2 separate regions of the Sus scrofa genome follow, and region 2 is linked to region 1. Evidence: chromatin contacts called from public Hi-C data. All regions are on one chromosome and are shown on one strand. Each heading gives the region's core, a stretch centred on a gene start, on an enhancer-like site or on the middle of the called end of the contact. The rest is flanking DNA. Distances are from core to core; before and after follow the strand shown.

Region 1 (4,851 bases), core at 2,348-4,847:
AGCCCCCTCTCTCCCACAGACCCCTCCACCCTGCTGCCCCCAAGGAGTCCTGGGGCCTTGGAGGCCACATCCCTGCCGGCACCTCAGGCCTCTCTTCTGCTCCTCTTGCTCCTGCTGCTGCTGCCTGCCGCCCTCCTGCTGCTGGCCACTGCCTGGTGCCTGCGCCGGAGGAGGAGGAGACGGAGGATGCCCTGCCCCGGGGAGCGGGTGAGCCATCGGGGTGGGTAGAGCTGAAGGGGTGGCAGAGGCGGGGGCCGCAGGTGCCCTGCCCCTCCGGTCCCCAAGAGGCACTGCCCCCTGAGGCTCCTGGAGCGCTATTGCCCCACGGAGCTGAAGACCCTGGATTTGGTGGGAGGTGTGGGGGGCACGGGAGGGCTGTAGGCAGGGAACGCGTGGGTCAGCTCCAGATGCGAGAAGTCCCCTCTGGGGCCATGGAGAGGGACAGGCTGAAACAGACAGACTGGAGGCCAAAGAGGAGGCTAGGTCCAGAGAGAAAGGCGAGGCCTGAGCCAGGGCCACGGGGATGGAGAGGAGGGGCCTGGCAGAGTCAGGGCTCAGGGAGCTGGAGGGATGGGGCTGGAGACTGTCAGGCCTGGGGCAGTGGTGCCCGAAGACCCTGGGTCAGGCCCAGACGGGAGCCTGGGGGGAGGAGGGAGATTAGGGGAAGACACAGAGCTCGCCAGGGTCCCGTGGGCAGGATCTGCCCCTCCCAGAGTGGGGGGAGAGATTTGGGTGCTGGAGTCCACAAGCCAGGAGAGAGTGGACCCCTCTGTAAAGCCCTCCAGGTGTGAAAAAGCTCAGGGTGTTCTAGAAGCTTCGCCCAGCTGGAGATGGATGGGGGTGGGAGATGGAAAAAGAGCACAGAAACATCTAGGCATCAGAGGCGAGGTGAGGAGCTGGGGCTCACTGCCCAGGACAGCAGCAAGCCCAGGAGGTGAACCTGGGAACTAGAGTGGGGGCAGGAGGCAGGAGTTGCCCCAGGGAGGAAGGAGCGGAGGGGCCCGTGGGTTCCCGATGGGCCCAGAGGGATCTAACAAGAAACATTTGTGGGAGTTCCCACTGTGGTTCAGTGGGTTAAGAACCCAACTAGTATCCATGAGGACGCAGGTTCAATCCGTGGCCTCATTCAATGGGTTAAGGATCCAGCATTGCCATGAGCTGTGGTGTAGGTGGCAGATGTGGCTCAGATCATGCATTGCTGTGGCTGTGGTATAGGCTGGTTGCTGTAGTTCTGATTGGACCCCTAGCCTGGGAATTTTCATGCTGCAGGCGAAGCTTTAAAAGACAAACAAACAAAAAAAAAATACTTTGGGGCACATTGAGTGTCCCAGTGCCTCAGGCCTTTTACTGGAGCTTTCTAAAAATGAACTCACTTAATTGAAAAGCTGGTGCCATTATTATGCCCATTTCACAGAGGCTAAAACCAAGGCCCAGATAGTAAGTAAATCCTTTGCCAAAAGTCACAGAACTCATGGCCAAGGTTTGACTCTGGGCCTTCTGATTCCAGCATCAGTGCCTTGTCACTCTTCTGCCTCAGCTTCCTTACCCTACAAAAGACTCTCAAAATAATCCTACCATGGAAGTGAAGTCACCAGAAATAGAACACAAGTCACGGGTGTAGGATTCCATGGCACGTGGATGTTCCTGGGCCCAGGATGAAACCTGCGCCACAGCAGCCACCTGAGCCACTGCTGTGACACCAGTGGATCCTTTGCCTGCTGCACCGCAAGAGAACTTCCCACCCATATGATTTTTTTTTTTTTTTTCCTTTTAAGGCCTTGCCTTCAGCATATGGAAGTTCCCAGGCTAGGGGTCCAATCAGAGCTGCTGGCCTAACCACAGCCACGGCAACGCCAGATCTTAACCCACTGAGCATGGCCAGAGATCAAACTCACATCTTCATGGATACTAGTCGGGTTCTTAACCCACTGCACCACAACAGGAGCTCCTCCACACGTGTGACTTTCGATTTTCTAGTAGCCACATATTTTTAAAAGTAAAGATAAAGTTTTCTTTATTTTTTTGGCTGCACCCGTGGCATGCAGAAATTCCTGGGCCAGGGATTGAACCGGCACCACAGCAGTGACAGCCCCAGACCCTTAACCCAATGTGCCATGCACAAGGGAATTTTTTTTTTTTTCTTTTTGAGGTGTCCCCAGCATTCACATGAGGTCAGTACCATGGCCGTACTGGAGAGCACAGAACTAAAATGCTTCCACCATTGCAGAGAGTCCTCTTGGACAGGGCTGCCGCAACACACAGTGAGAGCTCACTGTGAATGGAGCTGTTTGGGGCCCCGAGTCTGTGCTGAGCCCTGAGCATGGGCCTTCTTCTCCTCTGACCGTGGAGCCTCAGACAGCCCACGAGTCATCTACCATCCCGTTTTACAGAGGAAGACGCCGAGGCCCAGAGAGAGGAGTCACCTGCCAGAGGACACAGAGCGGAACTTGGAGGAAATCAGTTAGAGACTGGTCCCTTCCTTGGCCACGCTGCCCCTGTTACTGTCTCCCCAGGATGGAGGCAACGCCAGCACCCGACCCCGGCCCCACCTTCCCCCCTCTGTACAAAGCCCTTAGCCCCAGGAAACTGTATATAAATCATTCTTTTCTGCCAGCTCTAGCCTGGCCTGTCTGTGAGGGGACAGGGTGTGGATGGCGCAGTTTGGGTTTGGGTGTTGGTTTTGCAGTTAAGGCAACGTTTCATTCAGGACCTACTTTCTGAGGTTCCTGGGGGCCCAGAGGTTGGGACCAGCCCTCTCAGGGTTCCTGGTCCCTGGAGAGGACAGGGACACAGAGGGCCCTGAGTACAGGATTACACACGCTCTAATGGAAGCGGTATAGGCAACTGTGGGAGCCCAGAGAAGGGACCTGAGCCAGCCTGAGCTATCATGGAGGCTCTCTGGAGCAAAGAACTCAGGCCGCATCTTAGAAGGTGGGGTGGAGGGGAGGCCATCCCAGCCGAGTGGCACAGCCAAAGCAAAAGCTTTGTCCAGAGAGTCCGAAGCTCATTGTGGGGCACTCAGGCATCCAGAAGTCATGCCTTCAAACATGAGACCTCATCGGGAAGATTAGCTCCATCTGCTTGACACATGGGGACGCTGAGGCCCAGATACGGCCAGGGATTTGGCCAGGTCGCAAGGAAGCCAAACAGGCACCGGAATCCAGATCTCTAAGCCTAGACTGAGAGCTGCCACCACGCGCCCAGCAGCCAGTCATTGCTCTAGGGAGTAACTGCCTCTCTCCTCCCGCCTTCCCGGCGCTCGCCTCCAGCCCTGGGCCCACCCCGCTTTCTGCAAACCCCGCGGGCAGCTCGCGCGAGGATTGCTAGCCCCTCAGAAATACCGGGGCGGAGGCTGGAGGGCCCCGCCCCAGCAGGGCCGCCCCCTACCCCAATGCGATCTCTCCCGGTATAGCCGTGGACGCCCAGGTCGGATGGGAACGACACTGATTGGTCAGCCAGAAGAAGACCCGCCTTGCAGTGGGGCCTTTCTGCGCACGCGCTCGACACTCTGGCCAATGAAAAGACGGGAAACGGCCTTTGTTGCGTCACTTCTTCCGCCCCTGTTTCAAGGGATAAGAAACCCTGCGCCAAGAGTTCCTTCTTTCCCAGGCAGCTGCCGAAGATGGCGGAGGGGCAGGTATCGGCTCCGCGCGGGCTGGGGCGGCGTGGGGTCGGGGTCGTGCAGGTCGGGCCGAGGTTGGACCTCTTTTCCCCCGCAAGTGTGCTGTGGAAGGAATTTAGGATCGATAACTGACCAAAACAGAAAGCCATTAGGGTAAGAGGAGTCCAAAACGGCTATTTAAGATGGCTTTTGCGTTCTGGGCTGGCCAGGATGCGGCGTCGTTCTTCCCTTGAGGAGCCGTGTTAGGGCCTTCAGCACAAGAAAGGATACTTAAAAACTAGGTCTCGTTTACCTTGTTCTTGGCCCAAGTAGACCCTTGTGTCCCCAGCGCTGGGGAAGCACGCGGAAGGCCGCCCCGCGGCGGCAGAGGATTGGCCAAAATGGAGGGTACTTAGGCCCGGCCAGAGCCGTGGGTTCCTTCGGCCTCCTGGGTTCTTCCCCAACTGTGGGTATTTTGGCAGGAAATCTTTTGCAGTGGATTGAGAAAACTGCCTACAGGGCATGCGGGAGCCAACTGGTTTTTGTCCCTCTGCTTCGGGGTTGATGGAGTCCTGCTGGTGCTGAGGACTGGGATGGAATGTTCTACCGCTCTCCACATCTTTTGCCCTTAAGCACCTGGAGGCCCTCAAGGAAGGCAGCAGCAGCCGTGCTCTGACTGCCTGATTTCTTTGTGTGACTTCTTGGATAATAAAAGGAGGATGGTTCTGGAGGGGGTCTGCACGTGATGGGTCTATGGTTAGGGAGGGAAAACCAAGTTTGGAGCCAGGCATATGATAGGGTTCTCAGAACATGCGTCCCGGCTTTTACGGTGTCTGGCACAGCTTGCGTTATGTTTTGTGTAATTCGTTTAATTTATCGCAGTGTTCCTGAGGCTGGTATTGGAGATTGGAGGGTTCTGATTGATCAAAGTCACATTGGCAGGGAATCTGGCTTTAGCGTCGGTAGCCTTTTACGCTGCTTTTCAACAATCCCAACTTGTATAGCAAGCACCTGATACGGGGACTTTGACTCTTGACAAGCCATGGATTAAGCAGTTGACCAGTTCACACTCGGAGACACAGGGCCAGCATGGGTTTTTTTGTCTCGCATCACCCACCCTGAACCTTGGTTTTCTTCGCTTTGACATTCATGCAGCAACCCTTTGAGATAGGGACGGGATGGGATTCTGTCAAGATTTTACAGCTTGCATCCAGGTCCCACGTTCTCCCTGGATGCTCAGTGTGGCCACG
Region 2 (4,407 bases), core at 1,505-4,004, 300 kb after region 1:
CTTGGCTATTGTAAATAGTGCTGCAATGAACATTGGAGTACATGTGTCTTTGCGAGTCGTGGTTTTCTCTGGGTAGATGCCCAGGAGTGGGATTGCTGGATCCCATGGTAGTTCTATGTTTAGTTTTCTGAGGAATCTCCATATTGCTTTCCACAGTGGTTGCACCAATTTACAATCCCACCAACAGTGTACGAGGGTTCCTTTTTCTCCACACCCTCTCCAGCACTTATTGTTTGTAGACTTTTGGATGATGGCCATTCTGGCTGGTGGAAGGTGGTACCTCACTGTGGTTTTGATTTGCATTTCTCTAATAATGAGTGATGTTGAACATCTTTTCATGTGTTTCTCGGCCATCTGTATGTCTTTTTTGGAGAACTGTTTAGATCTTCCGCCCATTTTTGGATGGGGTTGTTTGTTTTTTTGGTATGGAGCTGCAGAAGGTGTTTATAAATTTTGGAGATGAATCCCTTGTCCGTCGATTCATTTGCAAAGATTTTCTCCCATTCTGTGGGTTGTCTTTTTGTGTTGTTTAGGGTTTCCTTTGCTGTGCAGAAACTTTGAAGTTTGATTAGATCCCATTTGTTTATTTTTCTTTTTATTGTCAATACTCTGATAGGTGGATCTGAGAAGGAGATTTAAATATTTAAAAAATTATTTTCTGGTAGGTGAACTTTGCATGTGGGAAGAATCCCAAACCGTCTAAAGGAATAAACTGACTCTGCTTTCCACCCGTGGGACCCCTTTCCCCCACTTCTGCTGCTGCCTTCTGTCCTCAGAGGTGACTCTGGGTGCAGCTTCTTCTGTAGAGTTGTAGAGACATTGTATGCATGATGCTATGCCTTCTGTGAATGATTTGTTTAAAATGTAAATGGGACTGTGCCACTTCTTTGCCAAAAACCTTTTGGTGGTTCCCAAGCAAGGTGAGACTAAAGTCCAAATACCACCCCAAGGCACCTGGCCACTCTCCACACTTCCACAGCGCTGCTCTACCCTTACTCTGCTCCAGCCACGCTGGCCTCCCTCTTCTGCCACTCTCAAGATTTGTGCCCCTCATTTTAGCACACTCTTCCAGCCCAAGTGGAATTGCAGGCTGCCTAATGGTCACTTTCCTGACTTCTCATGGTCACCACCCCACTCTCCTGTGTGTTTGTTCTCTTTATACCACTTAACCACAAACTGCGATTACTTTTTTACAATGGACCTGGTTTGTTTTGGTCATCACAGTATACTCGTTGCCCAGCATAGAAGTGGAAACGGTGCTACTAATGGTTTTAAAAGGAGAAAAAGAAAAATTACCATTTTAGGTCATTACTGTACCAAATACCTTTCCTAATATTTTATTTTATTTTGGTCTTTTTTTTTTTTTTTTCTCTCTTTTTAGGGCCGCACCCGCGGAATATGTAAGTTTATAGGCTAGGGGTCTCATCGAAGCTGTAGCCACAGCAACTCAGGATCCGAGCCGCGTCTGCGATCACAGCTCACGGCATCGCCGGATCCTTAACCCCCCGAGCGAGGCCAGGGATCAAACCCCCATTCCTCATGGATGCTAGTCGGGTTCGCTGACCGCTGAGCCATAAGGGGAACTCCCCTAATATTTTCTTTCTTTTTTTTTTTTTTTTTGTCTTTTTGTCTTTTTTGTTGTTGTTGTTGCTATTTCTTGGGCCGCTTCCGCGGCATATGGAGGTTCCCAGGCTAGGGGTTGAATTGGAGCTGTAGCCACCGGCCTACGCCAGAGCCACAGCAACGCGGGATCCGAGCCGCGTCTGCAACCTACACCACAGCTCACGGCAACGCCGGATTCTTAACCCACTGAGCAAGGGCAGGGACCAAACCCGCAACCTCATGGTTCCTAGTCGGATTCGTTAACCACTGCGCCACGACGGGAACTCCCTATTTTCTTAATTCATTTGTTCCTCATAACCGTTTGGGGTTAACTATTACCCACGTTTAAGAAACAGGGAAATTGAAACAAATCTTACACAACTTCTAGTAAGTGAATACGCAGTCGTTAAATTCTTGAGTGAATGAGAGAATCAATGAATGAATGGTTAGTTATTACCCACATTTAAGAAACAGGGAAATTGAAACAAGAAATCTTACACAACTTCTAGTAAGTGAATACACAGTCGTTTAATTCTTGAGTGAATGAGCGAATCAATGAATGGCCCTGAAAGGCGGGTGGCAAGAAGCCGGAGGAGGTGCGGAGGGAGGCGTGTGGAGCCTAAGGCGCGGGGGCCAGTTGGCACGCAGATATCACTGGCAGTGTCTCCCAGGGACCTCTGGCTCCGCCCATACCGCGCGGGGATCGCTGGGAGTTGTGGTCCCTGGCCCACCTAGCCACGTCACAGCCTTCAAGTCCTCGCCTTAGGCCTGGTACGATCCGTATCCCCAAACTTCTACGTAGGTTCCGTTGCCCCCAGGTCTGTTACTCCTTCCTCCCCCTTTTCCTGATGTGTCTTGATATAGTCTCCCGGCTCCGAGGGTCTGGGACTCAGGGTACGGTCTCCCGGTATGTCACCCCCCATCCCGATCTTGGTATCGTCCTCTACGTTCCTCTCGCCCCCCCCGTGACGCTTCGGCATGGTCTTTCCTGCCACGCCCCCGCCGAAGTTGTTTCTTTCACGTCCTCTGGGTCCCTCCCCTTCGGCCCATAGTATCTTCCAATTGTCGAATTCCCCGCCCCCCACACCCTCTCCTTTTCCCGGGGCTCCCCTAGCTCTATTTTGGTACACGCCGGCCACGCCCCCTCGCAGACGCTCTTGGTAGGCGCCGCGCTCCCCCGCTCACCACAGTGGTTTGGCCGCAGCAACCCCTCTCCAGCGGCGCGTCCTCCGCGTTTGGTACAGCCCAGCCCGTCTCCCCCGAAGCCGCGCGCCCTCGCCCCTCAGTCGGTGGAACCCGCAGCCCCCCGTGCGGCCCGTGGCAGCCCCCAGCCCGCTCGGCCCACGCCCGCCATGGTCCGTCCGCGCCGCGCCCCGCACCGCTCCGGCGCTGGGGGCCCCCTCGGGGGTCGCGGCCGACCCCTGCCGCTCCTCACGGTGCGCGCCGCCCGCTCGCGCTCCTGGCCCGCCAGTCCCCGGGGTCCGCAGCCGCCGCGGATCCGGGCTCGCTCGGCCCCTCCCATGGTGAGCCCCCCGCCCTTTTTCCAGAGCTTTCCACGGCCCCGCCCCCGCAGGCCCCTCTCCCCGGCAGGCGTCTTTGTCCGCGACCCACTTCTCTTAGGGGTCTTTCGGGTGGCCCGAAGGCTGGTCCCGCCTGGGGCCGGCTTCCCCCGTGAAACCCCTCAGGTGGTACGCGCCGGTCTCTCCCCTTTGTTTCGCCTTCGGGCCGGGGTGGCGGGGGTGGGGTACGGGGGCGGGGAGCGCTCAGATTACTGCTGACTCCGCGGCCTGATTTAAACGCGGGGTGGGGGGCGGGCAGCGTGCGCGCTTGTTTTTCCAATGGGAAAGTTGTTCGCTCTCCCGGCAGGAAATCTGGAAATGGGGGAGGGGGTTGGGGGACGGCGGCGAGTGGGGGCTTCGCGTCTTGCACTCGCGCGCGCCCAGGTGTTGCCCTCGGGGGCGTTCTCCTCGGGCCCACGCGCCCCTCCACGGCGCCCGTGGCGTGTGCGCCCAGGATTTATTTGCACGCTCGCGCAGATGTGGGATGCCCCTACCGATCGCTGCAAGTCTAGCTTTGCAGGCTTCGACATCTAGCTTCGCAGGTACCCTAAGTTACAGATGCTTCGCCAGCCATGAAACATGCATACACTTCTCAGAAAGCTCTATAAGGTTTTCTGGAGCGGTAAAGCCACATCTCAATGCTTCACGGACTGCCGAACCGTGACACTCTCGCGGGGATGCGCGTTCTATCCTGGCGCTCAAGCTGTCTTAAAACATTCTGCCCCGGCGTTGTGCTTGGCGGGGAGCTGTGGCAGGTCTGCATGAGCCTTAAAAATGTGTCATGGACTTTTATACGTAGCCATCCGGACTCTGAACGTCTGTCTAAATTTAAAAGTAATCCTTCCCTCCGCCGCCTTCCCCCTTTCTTAGCATTTGTGTCTACTGGTTCAGAAGCGCCTCCTGAGTCCTTAAACATGCACCCTGAGGCTTCTATCCTCCCTCCAAGTACTAAATGGGCTTCCTGTGCAGTAAACAACACATCCCAGGTCGGAGAAACAGCCAAATCGTGCCCTCCCCTGCCTAGGTGTGAGTTCTCCTGTGGGATCGCACTTAGGTCTCATCCTTAAACGTGGTCCTGCATCTTGATGCGCTTTCTGCTCTTCCAGGGGAGACCTGAGCTTAGCACCCCTGGTCTTCATATCCCAGATTCAGACGTGGTCAGCGGGGTTTCCCATACGTGTGTCTCTGGAGCTCACACCGACTGGGTCCTTAAGTGCGTCCACCTGGACCCCAAAGGCTCTTGCAG

Evidence for each region. Hi-C and Micro-C count contacts between places; a contact is called where the count stands out from the background.
Region 2: a contact with region 1 is called in a Hi-C map of liver, with 5 times the contacts expected there. The contact joins the promoter of PTOV1 here to the promoter of RPL13A in region 1. A contact is called at or near these places in 1 of 5 promoter capture datasets (liver) and 1 of 47 Hi-C or Micro-C datasets (liver).

Annotation. Positions count from the first base shown.
Region 1 is chr6:54,561,196-54,566,046 of Sscrofa11.1, forward strand. RPL13A (ribosomal protein L13a) reads left to right here and starts at 3,598. Exons shown (of 8, transcript NM_001244069.1): 1 at 3,598-3,637. The coding sequence starts at 3,623.
Region 2 is chr6:54,862,838-54,867,244 of Sscrofa11.1, forward strand. PTOV1 (prostate tumor-overexpressed gene 1 protein) reads left to right here and starts at 2,755. Exons shown (of 12, transcript XM_003127351.5): 1 at 2,755-3,125. The coding sequence starts at 2,955.